Regions from separate parts of the Zea mays genome. Here all the other regions are linked to region 2. Evidence: chromatin contacts called from public Hi-C data. All regions are on one chromosome and are shown on one strand. The core of a region is the stretch at or near the end of the contact, and the rest is flanking DNA. Distances in the headings are between cores, read along the strand shown. Region 1 holds the start of LOC100281256. Region 2 holds the start of LOC100193864 (Alpha carbonic anhydrase 4). Region 3 holds the start of LOC100281814.

Region 1 (4,187 bases), core at 1,535-4,034, 260 kb before region 2:
ACTTCAACCAATCCGGCATGAAGATAACAATATCATAAACAAAGCATAATAAAGTGAATCGTTATCATGTCAGAGAAATAATTTCAGACAATTATTGGTGGGAATTTTCTAATCGAAGTAGAGACATTGGCATAGTGCAATTAGTTGAAACATCATCTATGGTTTTTTTAAAAAAAAATCGAACAAAAAAAAACTCTTAAACCAGCTACCTAAATTTGCCACCTTCTCCAATAACAAACTGAATGAGGTGGAATAAGAATGATAAATAAGGGTAAAATGACACAAGTGCGTGTTTCCACAACTCCATTCCGACAGCTCAAACTGCACCCTTGCCTTGTGTATAAGGCCATGTTTGAATGCACTAGAGGTGATAGATAGCTACTAAAATTAGTTGAAGGCATCGAAACAGTCTAGCTAATAGTTTAACTGTTAGAAACTTTTAGCAAATTAGCTCATAGTTTATTGAAAGGAAAAGGTTGTAGGGAAAACCCCTACAGTACAAATTTTATTATTAATAATAATGAGTACACAGAGGTACAAAAAGAGAACCGAAACAAAGAACAAAAAAAAAACACACTACAACCGGCTATCGAGAGTTTAGAAATTAACTCATACTTACCTAGCTAATTTCACTAGCAATTTTTTAGCCAACTAACTATTAGCTCTAGTGCATTCAAACACCCCCTAAGAATTCATGTATAACATATCGATTTCACTTGCTTGCAAGCTGCAGAAGTATCAGGCTACACTGTAAACTAGTATTAATGTCTATCAAGCATATTCAGATTCTGTCATAAACCTGGTTAAGAAACAGAAACAGAATAGAGACGGAATAATTGACACAAAGCCCATCTGATGCTTGGTGTCATCGAATAGGAAAAAAATGGATCTATTTGACATGTCTGCTGTTAAGCATGGTGCTAGTATAAACAGAAAAAACACATACCAATTATACTAGAATCAGCAGTACAATATTTGCAATCGTGAGTATAAATCTATATTCTTGCTCACAACCAGGTGCCAGTAAATTTACAGACATCCTAAGCAAACATGACAATGTTCTAGTTCTACTAACATGGGGCATGGACAACATTGTTAGCGTTCACAGAAGTCCAAAGGCACTTAACAACAACTGTATTACAAACATCAATACTTCAGCACAAACAAAGGTTTGAGTAAGCAAAACTGAATCATACCAAGCCATAACCACCAATTTGATGCCAATAAATGCAACTAGAACAACATGATATGAGAACTACAATATATAACCAACGTAAATTGCACCACGTCGGAAAACTTGATTATAAGAGCAAACAAAAATTATCTACAAACATTAGCCCACCATTTTTTTTCAACACATAACATGCTGGAAATGAAACGATAAAGAAACAAAGCAAATGCACCTGATCACTTGTTGTCTATACTGGTTATCAAACATCATGCAAGATCACTCCCCTGGCCCTTGTCTGAGAGCCGCTTGAGGAACTCATAGGTGGTGATCATGGTGGTGGCAGACAATGACATGGACGCCCACCTCGGGCCTAGGCCCCTGTAACAAGCAGCCAACCCACCTTCCTTGATCAGCCTACGCACTGTCCTCCCCACCGTAATCGGCTCACCGTCCCCATCCATGACTTGCATCCTGGTTTTGATGGTGTCCAGTGGCATGGTCACAAACGCAGATGCACCACCGGCCATCGCGGCACTCACTCCCTGAACTACCATGACAGTCTTGCAACCTGGCTGCAGCAAAGAATCCCCATCACCGAGATCAATTTCCTGGACACCAACACCATAATCGCACAAGTAGCAGCCAATTCCACTCCAAATTATCTTCTGCGACAGTGAATAAGTTGCCCACCACACAGCATTGGAGGGGGCGTAGGTTAGGATGGACATGCCGAACCCACGGTACAGGCCGCGTAGTCCGTCAGAAGCCACGGTCTTGCGGAAGGCGTCAAGGCCGCCATGGTAGCGGGAGGCAGGACAGGGGTTGCCCTGAACCATGAGGCGCTGGCTGATGACGTCGACGGGCGTCCACACGACCTGCGCGGCGACGGCGGCGGCGAGGCCCGCCACTGCGCCCGCTGCCGCCGACGCAGCGGGCTCCGCGGCGCCGAAGCTGAGCGCGGCTGGGCCGACGGCGGAGCGCGTGGCCTCGAGCGCGCCCATGTACAGCGCGCGCGCAGGGATGGTGCCGGCGAGGGAGGTGGCGAAGCCGCGGTAGAAGGCGAGGGGCCCCTCCTGGCGCAGGATGGCAGTCGCCGCCGCGACGGCGGAGGGCGGGAGCGCTGCTGACTCAGCCGCCGCGGCCGCCGCAGGGGCGACTTGGAGGCGCGTCTTGAGGACAACGGCGGGGTAGAGCGCGGCCGAGACGGCGGAGAAGAGCCCGGCGCCCACGACAAAGAAGCGCGCCTTGTCGAGCCGCTCCCAGCGGATGTCCTCCGGGAGTTGTAGACCCTGGGTGCTCTCATCCTTCTCCGCCGCCGCGTCCGGCGGCGGAGGCGCGTTCCGGCGATCTATGGCCACTCCTGTGCAGGTGTGGCGGAGAGATCAGCACGTACTGAAGAAGCTTTCTCCCACTCGTAACACAACCTATGCGTCCCCGAGCGGTGGATACATGTCCTCAGCCAAGGGCGGGGGCGGGGGCGGCGGATAGGGTTTTGGTTGGTTGGGGGTCTGGGGAACCTCGGAGGGAGGAAGCCAAGCGAAGCAAAGGCAAAATACGAACAAAGCGGTGGAACCGTGAAATTGATAGAAGAGAAGGGTGTGGAAGTGGAACGACGTCCGATGTGGCAAGCTCCCATAATCCGATTTCACCACTCGTGCATCGGGGCCACCACTGTGGTTCATGGGCAGGGTGCGATGGCACCGCTCGCCCGCCTCACGAGTAGGCCTGGCTAAAAACCCGTAACCCGAAGTCTGAACCTCTAATACTTGAACTTGAAATACCTAAAACCTGAATTTTAATTAAAAATTTTGGATAACAACTTGCAAAACCCGAATTTATTTTAGATTATTCGGGTATCACAATTGGGTACCCGAATTATCCGAACTTTCATGTGTTATGTACTCATGTTATACTTAATTATTAATTTGTACATTTATAATTATGTTAAGTGTGCATAACTTGTGATTGTAGATTGCTTGTGTTTTATATGTCCATGTATATCATTATTTAAATTGTATTTTTATACTAATTTAATAGGGTGTATATGTTTTTATGAAGCCGACACAACAATTCGGGTAATTCGGGAATACCCGAACCCGAATTTTCGGGTATTGTAAAACCCATTGTAATTTCGAGTATCGATTCTCAAAACCCAAAATTTTAAATACCCGAATTACCTGACCCGAAATTTCCGGGTAACCCGAACGCCCACCCCTACTCAGGAGCGCCGTCGTCGCTTGTCCGCTTGTCTCGGGAGCGTCGCCTTGAACATCAAATTGGTGTCTTTCAATTGGTATTTTCGTACCTTTGCCTTGAACATCAAATTGCCATACCTTTGCCTTGAACATCAAATTGTATCAATTGGTGTTTTCAATTGGTATTTTCGTACATGATCACTAGTTGTATAATCCATACTTGTGCAATTTTTATGTTGCCTCTTGTTATGATAAGAAAATGTTAGGTGACATCTAGACTCTAGGTATCAAGATTTATCTTTCAATTAGTATGACAATATTCATTTGATATCTTGGACCTATGTCACAACTATGCCAACAAGAGCTTGCAAATGAATTCTAAATCCAACACAAGTCTAGAAACCCCTTGAAAAGGTAAAACGCAAAGGTACATCACTTCATGTCACTTCTTGTCGGGGACCATAATTAGGGGTACCCCCAATACTCATAATCTCAGCTGGTAACCCCCATCAGCACAAAGCTGCAAAGGCCTGATGGGTGCGACTAAGTCAAGGCTCGGTCCACTCAAGGGACACGACCTCGCCTCGCCCGAGCCCAGCCTCGGGCAAGGGCAGCCGACCTCGGAGGATTCACGTCTCGCCCGAGGGCCCCCTCAAGCAATGGATACACCTTCGGCTCGCCCGAGGCCCAGTCTTCGCCGAGAAGCAACGTGGCCCGGATCGCCACACCGACCGACCGTATCGCAGGAGCATTTAATGCAAGGATGGCCTGACACCTTATCCTGACGCGCGCCCTTCAGTCGATAGAGCCGAAGTGACCGC
Region 2 (4,479 bases), core at 1,031-3,530:
AATGTTCTCGTGGTGAGCGGGTCCGGGTCTGTGCGCTAGTCTAGTCGCCTGCACCAGGTTGATGAGAGAACATGCATGCTCGACGAGACCGCCAATAGCACCGTCTACCAGGGGCGGCCCCTCATGTCAGGGTCTGTCCGAGGGACTGCTATTAGCAGCGAGCAAAAGAATCTTTTTCTTTCGGCCAATCCCAATCCCATCCGCAGAACCGTTCTGCCTGACCGCGCACACGGTGTCACTCAAAAGCGCGGTCCGGGTTCATTTACGCTTATCTGACCGCGACGTGTCAGTCCCTCCCTCCCTCCCCCCGTGTGCATTGCTTGCTTGCTGCTCGCCCTTTCCTACACCTCGTTGCCGATGGCAGCCCTAGCGCCCATGCCTTTCGAGTCTTTTTAAGCAATCTTTCTTTCTCCTCGCCGCTTTTGGCGCTTCTGTCTGCGGGTGAGGGAAAGAGGGAGAGGGGGCCGGCGCTTCCTTCGTTCAAAGCCGAAAGCTACTGCACAAGGTTGCGGTGGAAATGAAAAGTCAATCTCGCCTCCGTCCACCCCTGCTGGCATCGGATTTTTGGATGCAACTTCTCTGCAAGCAAAGCAATGGCGATGGACGACGCAGTGGCGGTGTATCCTCTCTCTCTCTCTCTCTCTAAAAAGCGCCGACCGGGAGCGTCCACGCCCTTCGCTCCTCACATACGAGGACAATGATTTTGGTTAAAGCAACGTTACTTACTAGTATGTGGGTGATGCTACCGCACTATTCTCTCCGTCCAAAACACAAGATTACAATCCCTATCATATTACTCGCTCCTTTCGTCCACAATCTAGTATTACGGTCTCTGTGTGTGTGTGTATTTTGAACTGAGGGAGCAGTGGCTCGCAAGATCGACTGGAATCTCGCCGAGTACAGACAAACAACCAACGTGCTCGCTCGCAGTCGCAGTTACTAGAATCGCAACCCCCCAAGCCCCTGCAACTGCAACACAGCGATATGATATGCATGGCCTCTGCAACTGCATGCGTCCGTCACTGTGGCAAAGCATCGCGAGCGTAGAGCTATAGCGAGCAGGCATGGAACAGTAGGCGCACCATCACGCAGCAGGCAGCAGCAGAGCAGTGGCCTGGCCAAGATAGATGCTGGCAGGCATCGCTGCCGCTGCTGCAACAACAAGGCGATGATGATGAGTTATGATAAGACGCGGCTCCCGACCTGACCATAGATGCGGCGCCTTCAATGGCGTGACGCCAGCCGTGCCGGGGGCCGCAAGGTGGCGCGCTGGTCGGAGGGAGTTTCTAGGTTATGGCTTATGAGCCGTGACTAGGTTCTGCGAGCGGCCCACAAGCCTGCCTTGGGCCAACACTCACCTACGGCACTGCCTCTGTGTTCTTAGGCTGTGAGCTATGAATAAGTTCGGCTTGCGGCCCACTATCCGCCTTGGCCCAACTCTCCAGTAGGAAACTAGGCTGGGCTTCACTATTATTTCTTTCCTGTGCCAGGAAAACCAACAAAAAAATATTTTAAAAACCCAAGAAACGTAAGGACTGATTTGGTGATCAGGGATTCTGAGGGGATCCATGGGGAGGAATTCTTTTGTTATTTAAAATTGAATTGTAAGGGGATTTCTTCCCATAGATTCTCTTGAGATCCCTGATCACCAAATCAGTGCTAACTGTTCGTATCCTACTGGCGTCCGATTTTTTTATTTTGATCCTTTTTTTTGAAGAAATTTCATGTTAAATTTCATTTTTTAACCATTTGTTCGGTGCTATAGACTATGGTGTCTGCTTAGCGCCGCATCCTATAGCGCTCGTTCTTTTCCTTCCGCCGCCGCTCTCTTCCCTCCGATGCCAGCATCTCGACATGCGCCGCCGCCTCCTCCTCGCCATTGTGGCTTCTGCCCTCGGCCGAGCCGTCCCCTCTGCCACTGCCTGCTCATTCATCCGCCCCGTCGCTCACATATATGAATGACATAACGAACCGAGTTCGTTCCTCCGGTCACGCATATATATATAAAAAGGGTTATGTTTGTTTGTTGTCAGCTAACCCAATATCCCTTTTGCATAAATAAAGGCACAAAATCTCTTGGAATTAATTAATTCGTTCACTTGTCGCATATGCCACAATAACGAAGATGGCCTACAGCGTACACAACATATATAGTTAGTAGCCCAAAAATACTCCATAGGCGATGTGAGGCCAAGGCCATTCATCCCTCTCCTATTTTGAAGGCGGCCCTCCCGTACGTAAGCGCACACGGACACGGCCTCTGGCTCTGGCTCTGGCTCTGCACACCGCCGGCGCCCGCCCGCTATTTGTGTCCACGGCGACGATCTGCAGCGGCGATGGCTCGGCGACGGGACGACGTAGCGCTGGCCGCCATCACCTTTGCGATCGTCGCCTTGTGCGCGCGGTATGCGTCGGCAGTGGGCAGTAAGTCCTGGAGCACCAAATTGTCCATTAAATTGTCCTGAAACTCAAATCGATGTCTCTCTATCTCTGTCCCGTTTCATCTTGGCCATCATAAGATAAATCTGACCATATGCTAGCTCTCGGTTACGTTTGATTATCGTGCAGCCACACCCCAGTCATCCTTCAGCTACAGGGAGGGTGACCCGACCGGGCCTACAAAATGGGCCACATTGCAGAAGGACTGGGATGTCTGTGACAGCGGCACCGAGCAGTCCCCGATCGACGTCGCCAAGGTGGAGGTCTCTGAGGATTTAGACCCGCTGCAGCAGACCTACGAGCCTGGCGACGCCGTCATGCACAACAGACTCCACGATTTCATGGTCAGATCAGATGAGCCCCCACCCCCCCATATAATCCCGTTGTGAACATTTGTCCAATTTGTTGTCTTCTTGGGTGTAGCTGAACTGGACAGGAGGGAACGGCGGCCTGACAATCGAAGGGAAGAAGTACAAGCTGAAGCAGGTGCACTGGCACGTTCCCTCTGAGCACACCGTCAACGGCACCCGGTGAGGATTGGTTTCACTCACTGCCCCCATTACATTCATCAATCTTTCTCACCTGCTTGTTGGGGTGTGAAGCTTTGACGCGGAGATGCACATGGTCCACGAGGACTCCACCGACGCCAAGTCGAAAGCCGTCGTCGCGGTGCTGTTCAGCGCCAAAGCAGGCAAGTCCAGCAAGCTGCTCCGCGATGTACGTACGTACGTTGCCTGCAAATTAAGAAGATGACGACGATGACCTCGCTATATAGACGCTAGCTGGATGCTACTAATTAACACCACAACGCAGCTCAAGCCCTACTTCGAGAGGCTCGCTGGTAAACAGAACGGCACGGAGGAAGTGAAGGGCCCCGTCGTCGATCCGGCAGCCTGGATAGACAAGGCCTCTGGATACTACGGGTACGAGGGCTCGCTTACAACCCCACCCTGCACTCAAGGAGTGCTTTGGACTATCATGAGCAAGGTAGCAGATGCATCCAAGGAGGAGATCCACTCCATCGAGTCGGTGAAGGAGGTACGTAGCTAGCTAGGTCACCGACAGAACGCTGAGCAAAGCAGAGTGATCCTAAACCCCTTGTCGTCTCTCCTTATTGTTTATTTCTCATTTTACGTACGTCGGTGGAGGCAAATGCACGGCCGGCTCAGAAAATCAACAGCCGCGTTGTTCGCTACTACAAAGCAGCAGGAGCCACAGAAGCGCCGGCGCCGGCGCCGGCGCCAGAAGCAACCTGATCGAGGAGAACGTGAGCCTTGAAGACGTACCACGATGCTTCTTTGTTCGGCTTCCTATATATACTCGAAAGCTCGTGTGCTGAGTATTGACAGTTTCTTTGGTGAAACAGGTTAGAACAGTAGCTCACCCTCCCGAGAGTATGGGTTGAAAATCTTTGGCGAATTGATGTCTCGATGCAAATTAAACAGGCATGCCATCTTTGTGTAAACAGAAGTTTTACACACTAAGTTCCACTCCTATACTACTACCATAATTTTAGTAATGTAAATACTTGAAAGAATTGCTTAAATATAAATGTTTAAAGACATTATGAGGAATTGCCAAGTATCAAAGGCTCGATACTCCTCTCTAGATCTCATTGGACCACCTGTGTAAGGGTATCGCTTCGTTTTGGTTCGTATAAGGACCAAATGCTCTTTATGTGCTCGTTCTTTGTCTTTTCATTACAGTGAATCGTTCGGAACTGTGTACAACCTTGATTTGAGTCACTCACAAACTCTTTAAGTGATCATCACATTTCCAATTGCCATCAAAACCGCCTATATGATGTCGATCACCAAGAGTAATACATGTAAACCCTCACTTCATCTGATCAAGGCTAATGAGAATGATGGATGCACAGTAACTACTCTTAATAAGCTAATGTGGTTCCTAATTAGACCTAGATAAAAAACCCGTGGCTCGATAACACATTCACGACTCATTAGACGCTCGGCTCGACTCGACTCGTTTGAAATGAGTCACGAATTGAGCCAACATTTTAGGTCGGTTCTTAACAAGCAA
Region 3 (4,261 bases), core at 1,024-3,523, 360 kb after region 2:
CCAGGTACGTGGATAATCACAACATGAAGCTAGAAAAAACAAATGGATGCACAGACTTGGATTTTAGTAGCAGCAGGTTGTCATGGATTGATTGGACAGCAACTTCGAGCTTGAGCAACTCCAGTTCAACTCCCTGATTATAAAACTCCATGTCATATGGAAGGGGAGTAAAACAAGACAACAGCTGGCAGTATAACGCCTCATTTTTTAATATACTTCACCTCGATCTTTTCCTTTTTGGCAACAGAATCCCAGTCTCTACTAGCCAGCCCAATTTTCCAGTCAAGGTTTAGCTTCACCACTAACCCTCTGTCCTCACCATCAATTGAGAAGCAGGCAAGGTAGTTCCCTGCTTCTGCTGTGGTAAATGCAAATTGCCCCATCGAAACCTTCTCTTTCTTATGAACAATGTCTCCAAAAGGGGACGTAACCTGAAATAATGACCCCCCAAAGAAATGTAAGCATGTTAGACAACTCCCGGTCAATGTCCAGTTCCTCTCCCAGCAAAGTTACCAGTATGTTCTCTATGAAGTGAATTGCAATAGATTTATCCACTACCACTACCATGCGCAAATAAGTCAAAGGCTTTTGAGGGTAAAATGTTGCAATATGGAGGTGGATTCCATGTCTCCTGTGTTTCATAATCACAACTCTATCCAACAAAATGGCGCCCATTTGTAGTTCCCTCTAATCGAAGGTCGAGTTTATGGCCCACATGCAAGATAAGCAAGGTGTTGGACAGCATCTTCCAGTTTCATTATTGAAGAACTAACAATGTAACCGTGATCCATTTGATGTACATGTACCACAAACAATAGTGCAGAAAAAATGGAGAAGGCCTAGGACAGGACGAAAGGAATCAACAACTTGCCGTATTCAGGACCAATTTGACTGAACCTAAAACTAATGGGGAGCCGCAACAGCAATAAAATCACAATGATTTTTTTCTTTCCCAAACAATAACGAGAGTTATGTATCTTTTATAACGGGAAAAACTGTTTTTAATTTTTATCATGCATCTGAGCTAGCAGAATAGTTTTCAAATAGTGTTTTTAGTACACCCACAGACTGCGTGACCACAATGAAAAGAGGCATATGTGATATCTCCCAATGGCTAATCACATGTCCGATGTGCTCAAGTTGACAATTGTCATCGATTGTTAGCTAATAGTACCTAATACCATAACTCCATGACGTCAAAGAAATAACAGCTACTGCACATAATGCACTTCCTTCCATAATACTCCCTCCGACCTTTTTTATTTATCGCGGTTTAGTTTAAAAATAAACTAGCGAATGATAAATATTTGAGAACAGTTACTACACATAATGCACTCCCATTCCAATCCTAGTCTACACAAAAGCATAGAAAATAGAGGAGTACCAACCGATCCACAAAAATTACAATGTATATAACAGTACATTTTTTGTCTATCACCTCCCATGCTGTACTGCTTCGATCAATCCCGATCTGGTGGATGCAAATGGATACCCCAACTGGTGTTTTCTAGGTCGGCTAATTAATTAATTACGGTGTCAACTACTATTTTAGTTCAATTTATCCCCCTTAAACTAATTACGTCGTAACGCCGTTTTAGTCTGATATTGCATTTGTAGAGGATATATCCCGTGCAATCACTTATTTTGGTGCAAGCGTGCAATCAAATTATCCAGAGCATCCAATCTAGATCCAACGGTTTCATATGGAAGGGGTTAAAAGTAAAATAGGTACTATGTTTTAGGTGGAATGGGTTAAATATAAAATAACAGTCATCATTAGATCTAGATCGGATGCACCAGATCGCTTGATTGCACGCTTGCACCAGGATAAGTGATTGCACATGATATGTCCTCGCATTTGTAGGTCCAAACGATTGGTTACCTTGACGGAGATGGTAGGCTGGGCGTGGTGGTGATCATAGAGGACGGAGTAGTCGCCGATGACAACAACGTTGGATTGGATCTCCTCCGACACACACTTAGTCCCTGACGGCGCAATCTCCAGCCATACCGCCCCGGCCCCCGCCGCCATCCACCACACGGCCGCCGCCGCCACCGCGGCCCACGCGCCACCTCGCGCCATCGTCTCTTCCTGCCGCACCACCACAACGAACAGCCCCAAGCGCCACTACGTCCATCTCAACGCGATTCGATAGGCCCATAAACATGCGTGGCGCAACAGGCTCAAAGAAAATACCAAGTTGGGCTTTATTGGACGGAGATTGTTTGGCCCAGTGACTCTACCCACCTCCAGTTTCCACTTAGAAAAGAATAATTTCTCCCGAAAAAGGGTGAAGAGCAGAACGACGAGGAGATTGCTTGGTGGGAGGAGTTGGTGAGGAGAGGTCGCGACCATGGAGAACCTTGCTCTGCTTTGGGGCATCATCGGCCCGGGCGTGTCCGGCGCCATCTTCGGGGCCGGATGGTGGTTCTGGGTGGACGCGGTCGTTTGCAGCGCGGTCCAGGTCTCCTTCCTCCACTACCTTCCAGGTGAGACCGGGAGCCCTAAGATTCGAGGAGTAGCCTCCATTTTTCGCTTGAGAGCTTTGGGGTTCGATTGATGGGTGCGATTCCGTTGGGCATGGGCATGGGCATTTTGCAGGGATCTTCGCTTCGCTGGCGGCGCTCATGTTCAATTGCGTGAACAAGGATGAGATCGGATACGACTATTACTCACCCTACGGGGACGATTCAGAGTGGAGGTGAGGATACTGCTTGATTTGTTAAAGACTGATGGGATTGGTGGATGAATTTAGGGTTTTTGAAATCCAAATGATTGAGTCGATCCCGGTTTTTGATATTATCTGTACGATTGAAGATAAGCATAATTTTAGGAAATCACGCGAATTTGCATGCGACGTAAAAAACTTATGTTACAATGATGCCAGACTTTCGATTCGGGTTAATCTCCATTTCCCTAAGCAGGCTCTGGACTTATAATTGTTGTGAATAGTAAACTAAGGGGGTGTTTTAGACTGCCCCAGGTTCCAGCTCCAGCTGGAGCTATAGTTTATAATATAAATTTGCATAGCTTAAAAAGTATTTTTAATTTAAATAATAAACAAAACGATTTATCTAAATGACTAAATGTTATCTAAAGGTTCACAACTCCAGTTCCGCAGTTTTCTGGAGCATCTAATGACCTGCTCTACCAACTCTATCAAATTTTCTAGAGCTGCAGCAGTCCCAAACACCCGCAGTTATAAATTGTCCATGATCATGGATCATGATGCTTTTATCCTCCTTTATGTTTATTAAGGTAACTAGAACATTAGGCGCCCATTCGGGCGCCCTACAGTTGTTTAAGACAGAAGCTAATGTCGACGAACCAACATAGTTTTGTGCAACTATATTAATTAGATGGTAATAGTAAGATTTAAATAAACACATCAGGGCACCAGATTTAGGCGAAAAGTCATTAGAAATTAATGTTAATATAAGTTGTGTAAGGATGACAAGTAACAAAGAGCATCTTTGGAATAAAACTAAAGGCTCAATATCTTTACCATCATTCCATTATCTAAAAAAAATCTTTACCATCATTTCTAAGACTGTAGCAGCACCACTCACTGCCCTCCCCAACAGAGCAGAAAGAAATCCAATTCATTGGCCTATTGAAAATTCTAAATTCTATCACTGTGTGAAAGAAACCTATCTTCATAGGTAGTTACAGAGAGCAGACTGAAAACTCTTGCGTTCAAAGAGTGATAAAAAGCAAGTAACAATGCTAGTTAGGATCCAAACTGTTAAAACATGTTATGATGTAACTGATAAAATTTAATTCAAGTAATCATTCATCAATCAGGCTTTTCTGAATCACTAATAGTGTATTTTATAGAGTCAGATTTTACAGAGTCACTTGTACTTGTTTCCTTGTTAGGAGGCGAACATCTTACAGGTTCGAACCAATCACATGTTAGTTTATTCTTCAATGCATTCACAAGGTAGTTAATGTAGTTTTTAAATAATATTCCTTTTTTACGAGTAGGTAAAATCTGATGTGCCACAAATGAGGACAAGGTAGGACTTCTTCACTTTTGAACCATCAGAAGAAAGGCATGCTCACAAGCATAGACATCGAATCTATAGGATTGTTCAAACTCCATTGTTACATGGTAACTGAATATGAGGCCAGTCAACCAATCCACCAGCAAAACCAGCACGCATGGCAAAGGTCACAATCATTTCACTCTGCTTCACATTATCAGCATGAAACTGTAGAACAGCTCTTCAAGTTCCCATGTTTATCAGTCTGAACAAA

What was found. Hi-C and Micro-C count contacts between places; a contact is called where the count stands out from the background.
Region 1: a Hi-C map of tassel shows a contact between it and region 2, with 2.4 times the contacts expected there. The contact joins the promoter of LOC100281256 here to the promoter of LOC100193864 in region 2. A contact is called at or near these places in 2 of 25 Hi-C or Micro-C datasets (ear and tassel) and 1 of 3 datasets of contacts at active chromatin or transcription factors (leaf).
Region 3: a Hi-C map of leaf mesophyll shows a contact between it and region 2, with 6 times the contacts expected there. The contact joins the promoter of LOC100281814 here to the promoter of LOC100193864 in region 2. A contact is called at or near these places in 4 of 25 Hi-C or Micro-C datasets (ear, leaf, leaf mesophyll and 1 more).

Annotation. Positions count from the first base shown.
Region 1 is chr2:189,884,143-189,888,329 of Zm-B73-REFERENCE-NAM-5.0, forward strand. It overlaps LOC100281256, which reads right to left and starts at 2,785. Exons shown (of 1, transcript NM_001154175.2): 1 at 1,264-2,785. The coding sequence starts at 2,172. The coding sequence ends at 1,438.
Region 2 is chr2:190,142,811-190,147,289 of Zm-B73-REFERENCE-NAM-5.0, forward strand. It overlaps LOC100193864 (Alpha carbonic anhydrase 4), which reads left to right and starts at 2,281. Exons shown (of 6, transcript NM_001138944.1): 1 at 2,281-2,424; 2 at 2,569-2,783; 3 at 2,863-2,969; 4 at 3,042-3,156; 5 at 3,253-3,477; 6 at 3,588-4,000. The coding sequence starts at 2,337. The coding sequence ends at 3,695.
Region 3 is chr2:190,504,526-190,508,786 of Zm-B73-REFERENCE-NAM-5.0, forward strand. It overlaps LOC100281814, which reads left to right and starts at 2,274. Exons shown (of 4, transcript NM_001349039.1): 1 at 2,274-2,490; 2 at 2,603-2,702. The coding sequence starts at 2,355. LOC100285181 reads right to left here and starts at 2,130. Exons shown (of 4, transcript NM_001158075.1): 1 at 1,883-2,130; 2 at 222-431; 3 at 57-133. The coding sequence starts at 2,083. It overlaps LOC103647474 (a long non-coding RNA gene), which reads left to right and starts at 2,710. Exons shown (of 2, transcript XR_562868.2): 1 at 2,710-3,898; 2 at 3,989-4,261.